2 separate regions of the Mus musculus genome follow, and region 1 is linked to region 2. The links are chromatin contacts, called in public Hi-C maps. All regions are on one chromosome and are shown on one strand. The core of a region is the stretch at or near the end of the contact, and the rest is flanking DNA. Distances in the headings are between cores, read along the strand shown.

The links. Hi-C and Micro-C count contacts between places; a contact is called where the count stands out from the background.
Region 1: a contact with region 2 is called in a Hi-C map of liver, with 2.9 times the contacts expected there. The contact joins two enhancer-like sites. A contact is called at or near these places in 13 of 484 Hi-C or Micro-C datasets (B cells, bone marrow-derived macrophages, embryonic fibroblasts and 5 more), 14 of 115 datasets of contacts at active chromatin or transcription factors (CD8 T cells, craniofacial prominence, double positive thymocytes and 9 more) and 1 of 9 other capture datasets (embryonic stem cells).

What each region holds. Positions count from the first base shown.
Region 1 is chr5:64,748,860-64,754,771 of GRCm38.p6, forward strand. No RefSeq gene overlaps it. Among named protein-coding and RNA genes, the nearest start is that of Klf3, 52 kb to the right of the region's middle. Within about 2 kb of position 2,307, at least 35 of the 459 cell types and tissues checked have an H3K27ac peak or open chromatin away from gene starts, as enhancers often do. A contact at or near this core is called in bone marrow-derived macrophages, epidermal suprabasal cells, liver and 1 more, where this site is marked.
Region 2 is chr5:64,504,094-64,509,933 of GRCm38.p6, forward strand. Gm52815 (a long non-coding RNA gene) reads left to right here. Exons shown (of 3, transcript XR_003955927.1): 3 at 1-1,687. Among named protein-coding and RNA genes, the nearest start is that of Gm52815, 11 kb to the left of the region's middle. Within about 2 kb of position 1,283, at least 309 of the 459 cell types and tissues checked have an H3K27ac peak or open chromatin away from gene starts, as enhancers often do. A contact at or near this core is called in bone marrow-derived macrophages, epidermal suprabasal cells, liver and 1 more, where this site is marked.

The DNA.
Region 1 (5,912 bases), core at 1,057-3,556, 250 kb after region 2:
GTACCATACTATATCTTGATGAGTGGACGTTGGGTTTTCTAACTCCCTCATGAAAATAGCAGCCAAGATTGTGCACTTTACCCGTCTAGATATGTATGTATGTATAAGTCACCTGTTGCCTTCTCTGTGTGTGCATTTATGTATGTGCAAGTGTGTGTACATGCATGTGTAGGCCATGCTCTAGGCTGTCTTTCTCAATTGCTGTTCCCCTTAATGTTTTGAGACAGCATCTCTCACTGAACCTGAAGCTCCCAGACTAAGCCAGGCTTTCTGACCAGTGAGCCCCCAGAGAACCATCTGTCTCTTCTTCCTTAACACTGGGATTACAGACATCGCCATTTCTTTTTTTTTTTTCTTTTGTGGATTCTGGGATACAAACTCAGATCCTTAAACATCCTTAAACATGTGACAGGCATTCTACCATGCCCAGCTCAGTCACCCTTGTTAAAGAGAGGTTCTGTAGAGTCAAAGTCAGATTCATCGGAAGTCCTCTTCCTTTCCCAGATAGATTCATGGTGACAAGTATCTCCTTCAGATGTTCCAGATTCTACACTAGTGATAAATAAAGATTATACTTGTTAAAGATGGGGGGTGGGAGATTGAAGAAAGAGAGAGAGAGAGAGAGAGAGAGATAGAGAGAGAGAGAGAAGTGTTTTGAGGGGGAGGGGTGGAGAAGCAGGAAGAAAAGGAAGAAGAGAAAGAAAGAGAAGGAGGAAGACTGACCTGAGCCAAAACCCGCCCTAGGGTGTGGCACTGCAGCCCCGTGCTAGCCTAGAGGCAAAGCCAGGCATAAAGGAGTTATTCTCTCACAAACAAAAGCTGGGAAAGAAGCCCTTTTTCCTTTTCCTTAAAAAAAAAAAAAAGTCTTAATGAAAATAATTTTAAAGTCGCACCCTGAAACTTTGACTTGATACTCTTACATTGCTGCCGTTAAAGTCGGTTTCTCTCTTTCCCTGGAAACTGTCCTATGACGCGTACGTTTCTTGAGGGGGAAAACCAAAACAGTCCCCCTTTCTAAGGACAAAGAACGTGCCGAGTCTTCACAGTTACTCATCAAGCATGCTTAGGCCTCAGCTACCCTGGGCTCAGTCCTAGACAGCTGCTCTGAAACCATGAAAACCATTGCATTGCTAGTTACCGGAGGAGCGGGTGTGTGTGTGTGTGTGTGTGTGTGTGTGTGTGTGTGTGTGTGTAAGTGCTGTGATCGCTCTATCAGTGCTGGGGATGTCTGTGTTAAGGTTAAACCTTTATATTTTAATCTTATGAAGTCCCTTCCATTCCTCCCTAGCTGGGGACACCTTCGGTGGCATTGTTCTTGCCATTTTGTTTTGTTTTTTATTCATTGTTGTTTTGTTGTTCACTTTGAGATAAGATCTTACTCTGTAACCCAAGATGCCTGGAGCACATGGTAACTCAGGCTGACCTCAAACTCAGAACCATCCTCCTGCCTCAGTCTTCCCAGTGCTGTGATTATATACATGTTACCACTTCCAGCTGCATCCCTTTTATCCCTTTGTTCTGGCTGGCCTTGCTCCTATGGAAATGCACTCATATATATCTAATTCTGCAAGGATCTGCAAGGATTTCTCAAATACCCAGAGAGACCCAGAGAAGCCAGATTGAGAAGCCCTAAACTGAGATGGCACTGCCAAGAATCCACATGTAATAGAATCAGAGAGACGGCAGGTGCGATGAACCTGTATAGCAACTGCAGACCAAAGCCAGTCTCAGTATCTGGGTAATAGAGAAAGACCTGCCCATCCTGAGTCAGTCCTTATCAGACACGCCCAAATCTATTATGGGAAACAAGAGTATGTCATCAATACACTGTTATTACATACAGCATATGATGGTGTCCTTGAGGTAATGCCAAGTCACAAGACTTACTGATAATAAGAAGTTCTCATCAAAAACCCATATACCAGCATCAAGTACCAGAAACAGGTAAATGAAGGGCCCTGCCCATCAGAGCCCTTGATCTTGACATCACACACTGCTTATTGCTTCCAGTGTACCAGGCATTCTTAGCCCTTCATCAACTTCAAAGATCTCTCTCTCTCTCTCTCTCTCTCTCTCTCTCTCTCTCTCTCTCTCACACACACACACACACACACACACACACACACACACACACACACACACACACAAACACGAAGGGAGCAAGTGTCATTTTCCTGGGATCTATCTAATCTTTTGCAAGCCTCCTGGCCACAGTCCAAAAATTTCTGTCCTCACAATAACTTGTACATTTGCACAGTGACTGATCTGTGGTAGTCATACACACGGCACTTTAAACATCCCATGGACATGGTTTTGAAACTTCTTACTCGTGGTTTTGAGGTAGGATCAAATCATGTTCATGGCCAGCCTGGAACTCACAACAATCTCCCTTGCCTCTGACTCCCTCCCCAGTATTGGGAATTCAGATATCCACCAGCATACCTGTGCTTTAGCCTCCTTTAGCTCACAGGCTATGCAAGCAGGAGGCATTTCAGAGGCAATCAGAGGCTGATTTATAAATAAGGAAATGAGACTTGGATGATACAGGGTACTGGCACAGCTGTACCCTTCCCCGGGGGAAGGAAGCAATCCTTCAGGAAGTTATTCCACGCTGCCCTGGCTCAAAGTGCACCAAAGTCACCACACAGGCTTTGGTGACAACAGCTCGAGAGACAGTGACATTAGTCCAGGACAGAACGGCCAGAGACAAGGAGTGCCAAACCCTGGTGTCATTGTCATAGAAGCAGAGGCACCCAAATGAGCTTCCCCTCACTCCAAAGGGGGAAGCCTGGTCCACAAAACTAACAAGACATCATATTTAAAGTCACCCCAAAGGAGGCCAGGAAACCAAACCTGTGCCCTGACGCTACCTACCTCTAAGAACGCCAGGGGCAACTCATCCTAAAGCCTGCCTAAAGTAGGGAGAGAAAGGAGAGACCCTGCCCCCAAGCAGTCACCTTTTTGTCTTATCAAGCTGGAAGGATGAGTGACTGCCCTGTTTCCAATGCATTTAAACTGTCCTCAGCCTGAGGACCGCTCTCGGGGTTTTCATTGTCCCTGAAAAGCAAACATAGAAGAGAGAGGGAGATCATCTGAGAGAAACAAACCAGGGAAAGAGATCGGGTGAGGGTGTGACCTGTGGCTCCTGACTAATGCCACTCATGACTCCTCACTGAATGACAGTAGATGACAAACTGAGAAAGAAAGCTGGCATGCCTGAGCACCCGGGCCTGATGCTCAGGCTCAGCAAAGCAAAAGCAAAACAAAGCCAACCCACCGCATGGTCCAGCACCTGTAGCCCCAGCTACTCAGGAGGCTGAGACAGAAGGATTGCATATTAGAGTCTGAGACCATACCAGGGAGTGGTGGCAAACACTTTTAATCCCAGCATTTGGGAGGCAGAGGCAGGCAGGTCTCTGTGAGTTTGAGGCCAGCCTGGTCTACAGAGTGAGTTCCAGGACAGCCAGGGCTACCCAGAGAAACCTCAAATACACAAACAAAGAAACAAACAAACAACAAAAGTCTGAGGCTAGGTAGACAACATTGCAAGACCATGTCTGCTGAAACAACAACCAAACCACACTAATACCGAAACAAACAAGGTTCTATCCCCTCTCCTAGGGGACATAACACTGGAATAGGAGAACATAGCACATAGTTGTTTAACTGTAGTTTTGTTTGTTTATTTGTTTTTCTCTAAAGAAAGTAGTTTAGAGGTTAGAAAAATGGCTTACATGACACCTTGAGTTCTGTCCCCAGGACCCACATCAGGTGACTCACAACCCCCTGACCCACACTTCTAACATTTTTGGGTACCTATACATACAAGCCATATACTCACATAGACTCACATTAATTAATTAATTAGTTAATTAATTAAGATTAAATACATTTGAAAATATTTAAAAAGAGTGGAGCTTATGATGGACCTATGATGGTAGTGTTAACTTCTGTCAATTTATCATTTATGTAGGAAACACCAAAACCATAAAGTCATATATTGAGTATGTCACATATAATACACATGGTACAGAGATGGATCAATGACCTGAGCTTGTCTAATTAGCCTCAGTTGAATTATAATATCTCTAATCTTCCCTACTCCATTACAAGGTGATACACTGATATTCAATATAAGCCCATACACACATATATGCTTATGTAATATAAGCATACGTGTGCATTTATATATGTGTATCACATTGAAACCACCTGATACCTCCAAGTCTCCCCTTCAGCTGAACAAGTTAGTTCACTGGGCATTCAGGGAACAGATCCTGAGCCCTCTTGGGCCACACACATTGTTTGCTCAACCTGTAAACATGTAATTATTTAACTTGCCTTCTAAAATAGCACCACGCCCTGGATATGATGCAAACTCCAGCATTACAAGATAAGTTCTGTCTCAAGTTTCTGCTCGTTAACAGTGCCTGAAGTATTTGCTCATAGGCTCGGGGGCCGAGGCAGAAGTAAACAGTCAGGCCAGCACTACAGGGATGCCCGGGTTACAAAACCCACTTTCTTCTATTGTGAAATCAATGAATGAAGTTCAGAGGGACTCCTGGACAGATGGCTTCATCCCACACCACACTGGTCAAAAGACACCTCTGGCCACCTTCCTGACCCCAATACCCAGGTCATTCTCCCTGCCCCTGGTATCCGTGGCAAGCCTGGGCAACCTCCCAGCAGGGCCTCTTCTATTGCATGTCTTTTGTCTGCATCCGGTCCAATGGATGACATCAACCTGCTTTCCTCCAATAGGCATTGCTCTCCAAGGGCCTTCACATGGGGGGTTGACCTGCCTGGACTTTCTGATCTTTAAAACTACAAAAATCACCCCCCCCCTTTTTTGGTGTGGCTCCTTCTCTAATTAAACAAAACACAATGTCCTGGACATGAGCCTCTGTACTTTGGTACCATCTGATTTTGGGTATCTTGCCTCCTCCCCCACTACCTCAAATATACTCAGTACCAGGTGATACAATGGAGTGGTCAAGAGCAAAACCCAGAGTACTAGAGGGAGAGAGTTGGACACTTGGCATTTGCTTTCTTCCCTTGCATTTGACAGATGGATGGGTGGACGGGTGGCTGGATTGATGGAAGAATGCTTTGCTAAGGTGTTTAGACCAGTGCCCGGAGGACAGTAAGTCCTATTGTATGTGACATTAGATGTTGGTTCCCATCTGCTTCAAGGTTTGGGAGACCATAAGGAGATGGGGGCTCTCTCTGTGGTAATCAGAGAAGGTGTGCTTTAGCGGCTACAGATATACTATACTGGCCAGTTGTCCCCTTAAGGAATGTGGCCCAATGTGACCAGTTCTTCCTGTTTTCAAGTGGCAAAATCCTAATCTCTAGATTAAAAAAGAGAGAGAGAAAGATCTTATTTGTATTATGTGTGTGTGCATATGCAAAGGTCCTCAGAGGTTGGATCCCCTGGGGCTAGAGTTACAGGTATTCATGAGTTGCCTTGCCTGTTGTGGGTGTAAGGATCCAGACTCCAGTCCTCTACAAGAGTAGCAATCACTTTTAACCCCATCTCTCCAGCCTCCTGATCGCTAGACTTTAAATAGTTGGTTTCCACTTTAAAATATTAGTATTAAGAGCTGAGGAACTTGTCCTGTAAAGTGCTTGCTGTATAAGCATATTTTCACACACACACACACACACACACACGCCCATATCCACATCAAAAACTAGCACCATGATGTGCATCTGCAAGTCCCTTGCTGGGGAGTCAGAGATGGTTCCCTGCTGCTCTCTGAACAACCAACCTAGCCTAAGTGTAAGTCTCTGAGAAATTATACCCAAGACTGACCTCTGGCCTCCATATACAAACACACAGAGAATATTAGTGCCCCAGCCAAGGAAGGTACATCTAAAGGCAAACAGAGCCCTTTAGTTTCCACAGTGTG
Region 2 (5,840 bases), core at 33-2,532:
GGCCAGCCAGATACCACTTAAAGAGACCCAATTCAAAACATAACCGTGTGCGACTCAACTTACGGTCAGGCTCTGAATCTACAAGAATTTCATAAACAAGTAACATTTAAAAAAATGGTTATCGATGAAGGAAAAAAAGAACCTGAAGAAATCAGATGATGTGAGGGAGGTTTAGGCAAGACCTTTCAGGTACAGTGTGTTCTAAAATTTGACTTTTGAATTGTAGAAATAAATGACCTATTAAAATAAAATTTTAATTTAAAATGTGCTCTCTACTTAAGAGGGTACCCGAGTGTGTGTGTGTGTGTGTGTGTGTGTGTGTGTGTGTGTTTTTGCATTGGAAACACACCCAGTGTAATTTGTAAAATAAATACATAATAAATAGGTTAAATGTTTATTTTGACTTATGTTTTCAAATGCCAGTTGTTTAATTTACCATGAAGGATTGCTGGCAGACCCATCATCACTGGTACCGAATACGGCATTCAGACCTTGACCTAGGCTGGCCTTCCCAGGAAACCAGCTCTGTGGCCTTGCCCTCTTCACTCTTCCCATCAATACCACAGGCTGACTTCTCCTGTTGACAGGCGCATGGTCAACACACACACACACACACACACACACACACACACACACACACACACACACAGAGGTTTCCATTGCACATGCACAGTGGGAGGTCATTGGCTAAGCGGTTTCAAAACACACAGCCTAAGTCGTGGCAAGATCCAACCTTAAGAATGCGTTTATTTGATTCCATGTCACTGTACCATATACTTGGGCTACTCTAAAGAGAGACATAGGTCCCCTTTCCCCAAGCACTTTACTTGGAGAAGTTCAGGGCCAGAAAGGCTGCTGTCTTCTTCCTCAGTCCTAGGGCAGAAACTTCCATGAAAGCTGGTGAGGTGATGTTCACCCGCATCTTTTTTAGACCCTCCCCTCCTTACCTTAAACCGCTCCCCCACCCCCCACCCCCCAAGAAGGAAAAGACAAAAGAATGCTATAACATTTTCAAGAACTAAGCAAGCACAACAGCCAGCACTGTCCTGATTGGTCCCGTCGCCCCTGTTTTCTTGTGCTATAGAGAATATCTAAGGGTTCGTCTCCTCTAAACAGACGCTTGTAAGGAAAGTTTAACACAATTTATAGAGCTGTAAAGTTCTTGGTATGGCCCTCATTGGAGTGCTTTCTCACATTCCCAGAAGTAGCCAATCTACCACGTGGCAGAGCTGCTAGAGGAAGGGAGGGAGCCAGCGGGGCCCTGAGCTGCCCGCAGGAGCAGCAGCAGCAGCAGGGCAGGGCGGCTCCCAGGAGGGCGCAGGCGTGGCGGCCCCTCCCTGCCGCGAGCCCATGCCCGCCCACTGCCACCGGCGAAAAGGAGGAGAGACCTACATTTAAAAAGGCAGGAACCTACTAGCTCCAGAGCTCCTACAATGCCGAATGAGAATTCCTATTTATGAGGTCAAACGGAGGTCAAGAATTATCCAGTCATCTCTAAAACCCCCTACTTAGGGGGTCAAGCCAGGCTGGCAACCCATGTTAGCTAAATAGAACTTGATCTCCCGAAAGCCTAAAACTGCTTTATTTTTTCTTTCTTCCTTTCTTTCTTTCACTTTTTTACTGTTTTGCCAGAGATACGGGTTGGCTTTTTTTTTTTTTTCTGTTACTTCCGGTTTGTGGCTGAACTTTCTTTGCCTTCCTTCCTTTTGGGGTGTGGGAGGGTTAAGCTGCTTCAAAATAATGTCCACTTAAATATGTTTTTAAAAATGGGAGAGAAAGAGGAGCTGGGATAGAAAGAAGAGGAAAGGAGAGGGAAAGGAGGGGGAGGCAGGAGAGGGAAAGAGGATGTTAGAAGAGACAGCACACAGTAATTTTGTTTATGTTATAACATTTAGCACACTCCTATTCATGGATGTGTTCCACAATTATGCTGTGAGATGCACAATGTCACTGTGTTCAAAGTACAGGTAAAGAAGCCGAGGCTCATCAAATCCTGGAACTGTGACCGACTCTAACCCTGAAGTCCTTGCGTTCATTTAACCCTTTAAGGAAGGGTACGGAGGTGTACATTCATCCTTTATTACAAAGCCTATGTCTGATATGGAAAAAGAAAAGCTTTATTCGGAACCTTTGGAAGAATCTTAAGACTATGATTTCGTCTTTGGTCACTCCTTTGGAATTTTTTGACGCGGGCATTAACATGGGCTAAGGTGGTCCTCGCAGCCCCACCCACGGGCGCACTTCCAGCTTCCGGCAGCAGGGGGAGCATGTGTGCAAGAGGAGGAAAGGTGCACCCGGCAGGAAGTGTCAGTGCATGGTCTGTCCTTAGCAGGTCCAGGCTAAGAATACATTCATTTTTCTCCTTCAACATTTAGAACCAGTGGCTGCAGGCTTCTCTACAGAGATTCATGCTTCCTCGTTTGTAAAGCCGGGAAAACAGTTCTGGGACTTGTAGAAAGAGGTCTCTGCTGCATCCAAGGGAGGAAAAAAAAATCTCATGAAGGAGCCAGGCTTGGCTGCTGGCTTCTGTTGAGAAAGGAGAACTCAGCAAGCAGGACAAAGGGCCACCCTGAGTGCAAGCAGCACAGGACTTCTCCCGTTGACTTCCTGAGACCACCTCAAGGCTTGGAAGCTGCGCTAGTTCTGGCTTCTCCAATGGTACAGGCTTGGGTCTCAGGCACCTGTAGGTGCTACTCACATGGCAGAGCCCGTGAATTATGGCAGAGCCCGTGAATTTCTTGGAGATTCATCAAAGAATTCACCAAGATCCATCAAGATTCTGGTCATTCACCACGTTGTATTACATAGTGAAACCCTATGCAAAAAAACCAAACCAAACAAACAAACAAATGCAAAGAAGTAATGGGGGTAGCCAGATAGAAGTGGACAAACGGCCAGGCAGTGGTAACATGCTCCTTTAATCTCAGCACTCTAAAGGCAGAGGAAGGTTGGATCTCTGTGAGTTCAAGGCCAGTCTGGTCTCCAGTGCAAGTTCCAGGATAGCCAATGCTACATAGAAAAAAAAAAACCTGTCTCAACAAAGAGTAAGAAAGGAGAAAAAGAAAGAGGAGGAGGAGGAAGAGGAGGAGGAAGAAGACAGAAATAAAGAAAAGAGAAGAGAGAAAGAAATGGATAAATGGTGGCCCCGTTAAAGTAGAGAGCAATGATATCTAGCTCTCCATCCTTCAGGCTCTTGCCCTTAAAATACAGTGATACCTGAGTAGCATATAGACACACACATTGTCACAGACGGACCTGGTGTCTTGTTTGATGGTTAATCTGCCTCATCGACTTGACTGGACTTAGAATCCCCTAAGTAGCAATGACACTCATCCCTGGATGTGTCTGCCAGGATACGTCCAAGGAGGATGGGGAGAGAAGACAGCCTGAATGTGGTGGGCTCCATCCCACAGGGCACGGGTTGAATAAAAGGGAGAAAGAGAAATGTAAAATGCCAGCATTGCCCCCCTTCTTGGCTTCCATGATGTAAGATATCCCTCCATGTTTTCCCACCATAATGGATTGAGGCCTCTGAAACCATGGGCCCAAACAAAGCCCTCTCCTTGTAAGCTGGCCTCTTAGGAATCTTGTCACAGTGATGATAAAAGAAACAGTGCACCTAGTATCAAATGATAGCTGTATCTCAGGTTAACATATCATGAAGAACTTAAATCATTTAGAATGTTTTTTATTTTCCTAGTCAAGGCACAAATTTTACCTGATGTTAATAAATATAATTCGTTTATTTAATTACCATTAGTTGAATATCTCCTTGAATAACAGTCCAGGTGCTAAAGTCAGGAGAAATTCTGGCTCCTTCATATAGTACCTGTGTACTCTGAACAAGGTTCTAAGCCTGCATGAGCCCCACGTGCATCAAATACACGATGCTGGGAAGATGGGAGGGTAATGGTACCTGATGCTCTCTAGGAAGACTCAGTAAAATAGCAGCACTCAGTGTTCACAGTATGTGCAGGAGACAAGAAACTTTACTCAGGAATTCAGCAAATAAAGAAGCCATGAAGAACATTCCAGAAGGGTCCAGCACCACCCTGTTTTCACAAGCTTGCTGGGTGATACTCACCCACACTGGAGTTTTAAAAAAAAATCAAAGTTTAAGGGCTATGGATCTTAAGTGAGACAATATTATGCTTAGTCGTGCACTTTGGAGAAGACAGATCTGAGGCTAGGTAGAAGATGAATGGCGGGAAAGACAGGAAACAGGACAATGAAGATGAAGACCTACTGAGTGCAAATGAGAGATGATGGAGGTCGAAGCATGGGCCACGGTGGTGGGAATGAACAGAGGGCAATGACCTGTGTGTCACAGAGAGGGGGATGGGACCTACCTAGGAGACACGTAAGAGGTAGAACGGACCAGATTTCCCAGCAAGGGAGAGGATGAGGACAGAGTTTGAAACACAGGGCTTTTCATACCCATGACTAAATAGTGCTGCATCTGTGTTCCTTTGGAGATGGCTTATTTGGCTCCCACTTCCCTCTTCTTTTGGGGCCACAGGAGTTGACAGCACAGATCGGCATCTGTGCAGGAGGTCTGGTCCTCTCTGGAATGCACAGGTCCACAAGGTGTGGTGCACGCACTCCTATTGGAGTCACACTGCCACCTCCTGTCACCCCCCACAGAGGTGGCTGTAATCCATTTCACCACCCTTGGTTGCTGGCACAAGGGTGGTGAGTCACTCTCCCAGAACAGCTGGTAGCTAGCACACTTTTCTACAGTCTGGGAGTGCTTCCAGGATCTAATTTACCCCCTCCTCAAAAGGGAAAAAAATCCTGTTTATCCACCTTTTACAGCAAGCTCTCCTAGCCTCCTCTGTCTCCAGGATCAAAGGAGCTCTACCCACAAACTACTCTGCCTGCATTGGCATGCAGACTGTGAACTCACTGTCAGCTCACTACCCTATGTGTAAGACAGGAGTAATACAATACAAAGGAGACATCGCAACACATACCTCATACCACCTCCTGCATCAAGATCAATTGATCTATTGGTAAAAAAAAAAAAAAAAATGCTGATTCTTCGGTCTACTCCAGACTGAGTTACAGGAAGGGGTAGGATTAAAAACAAGGCACTTCCTCCTCCTCCTCCTCCTCCTCCTCCTCCTCCTCCTCCTCTTCCTCCTCCCCTCCTCCTCCTCCTCCTACCCCTCCTCCTCCTCCTCCTCTTCCTGCTCCTCCTCCTCCTCCTTCTCTTCCTCCCTCCCTCCTTCCGCTCCTTCCCCCTCTTCCCCTCCTCCTCTTCTTCTTTTTCTGGAGCCTAGATCTACAGGCTAGCCTCAAACTAGTCATATGGCTGAGGATGATCTTGGACTTCTGATCCTCTTGCCTCTACCTCCCAAATTCCGCATACAGCTATCTACTGTCATACCCAGTTTTATGTGGGGTTAGAGATCGAACCTGGGGCCTTATTCATGTCAACCAACCACTCTACTGAGCCACATGCCCATACCCTGTAGTCTACATAATATAGTATTGCTATTAATTTGGGAGAACTAACCTTTTGGTGATGTTCATCACCCTACGCAGCTTCTCCCACATCCACCCCATCTCTGTACCCACCCAACTTTGTGTCTTTTTTTTTCCTAAACCTCAAGTCCAATGAACACCCCCTAAATAGTCTTAAGTGACTGCACTAGGGATTCTTGACAACACTAGAATTCGACTTTTGTGGTAACTTTTGACATGCTGCGTAGAAAAGATAACTTTATAGAGTGTGGACTCTCCGATTCTGTGTGAAAGAAGAAAGTCCATCAGTCCTTGTGGAAGAATATTCTAGACTCTACCAGATCATCACTATTGCTATCTACTACCTTGAAGCA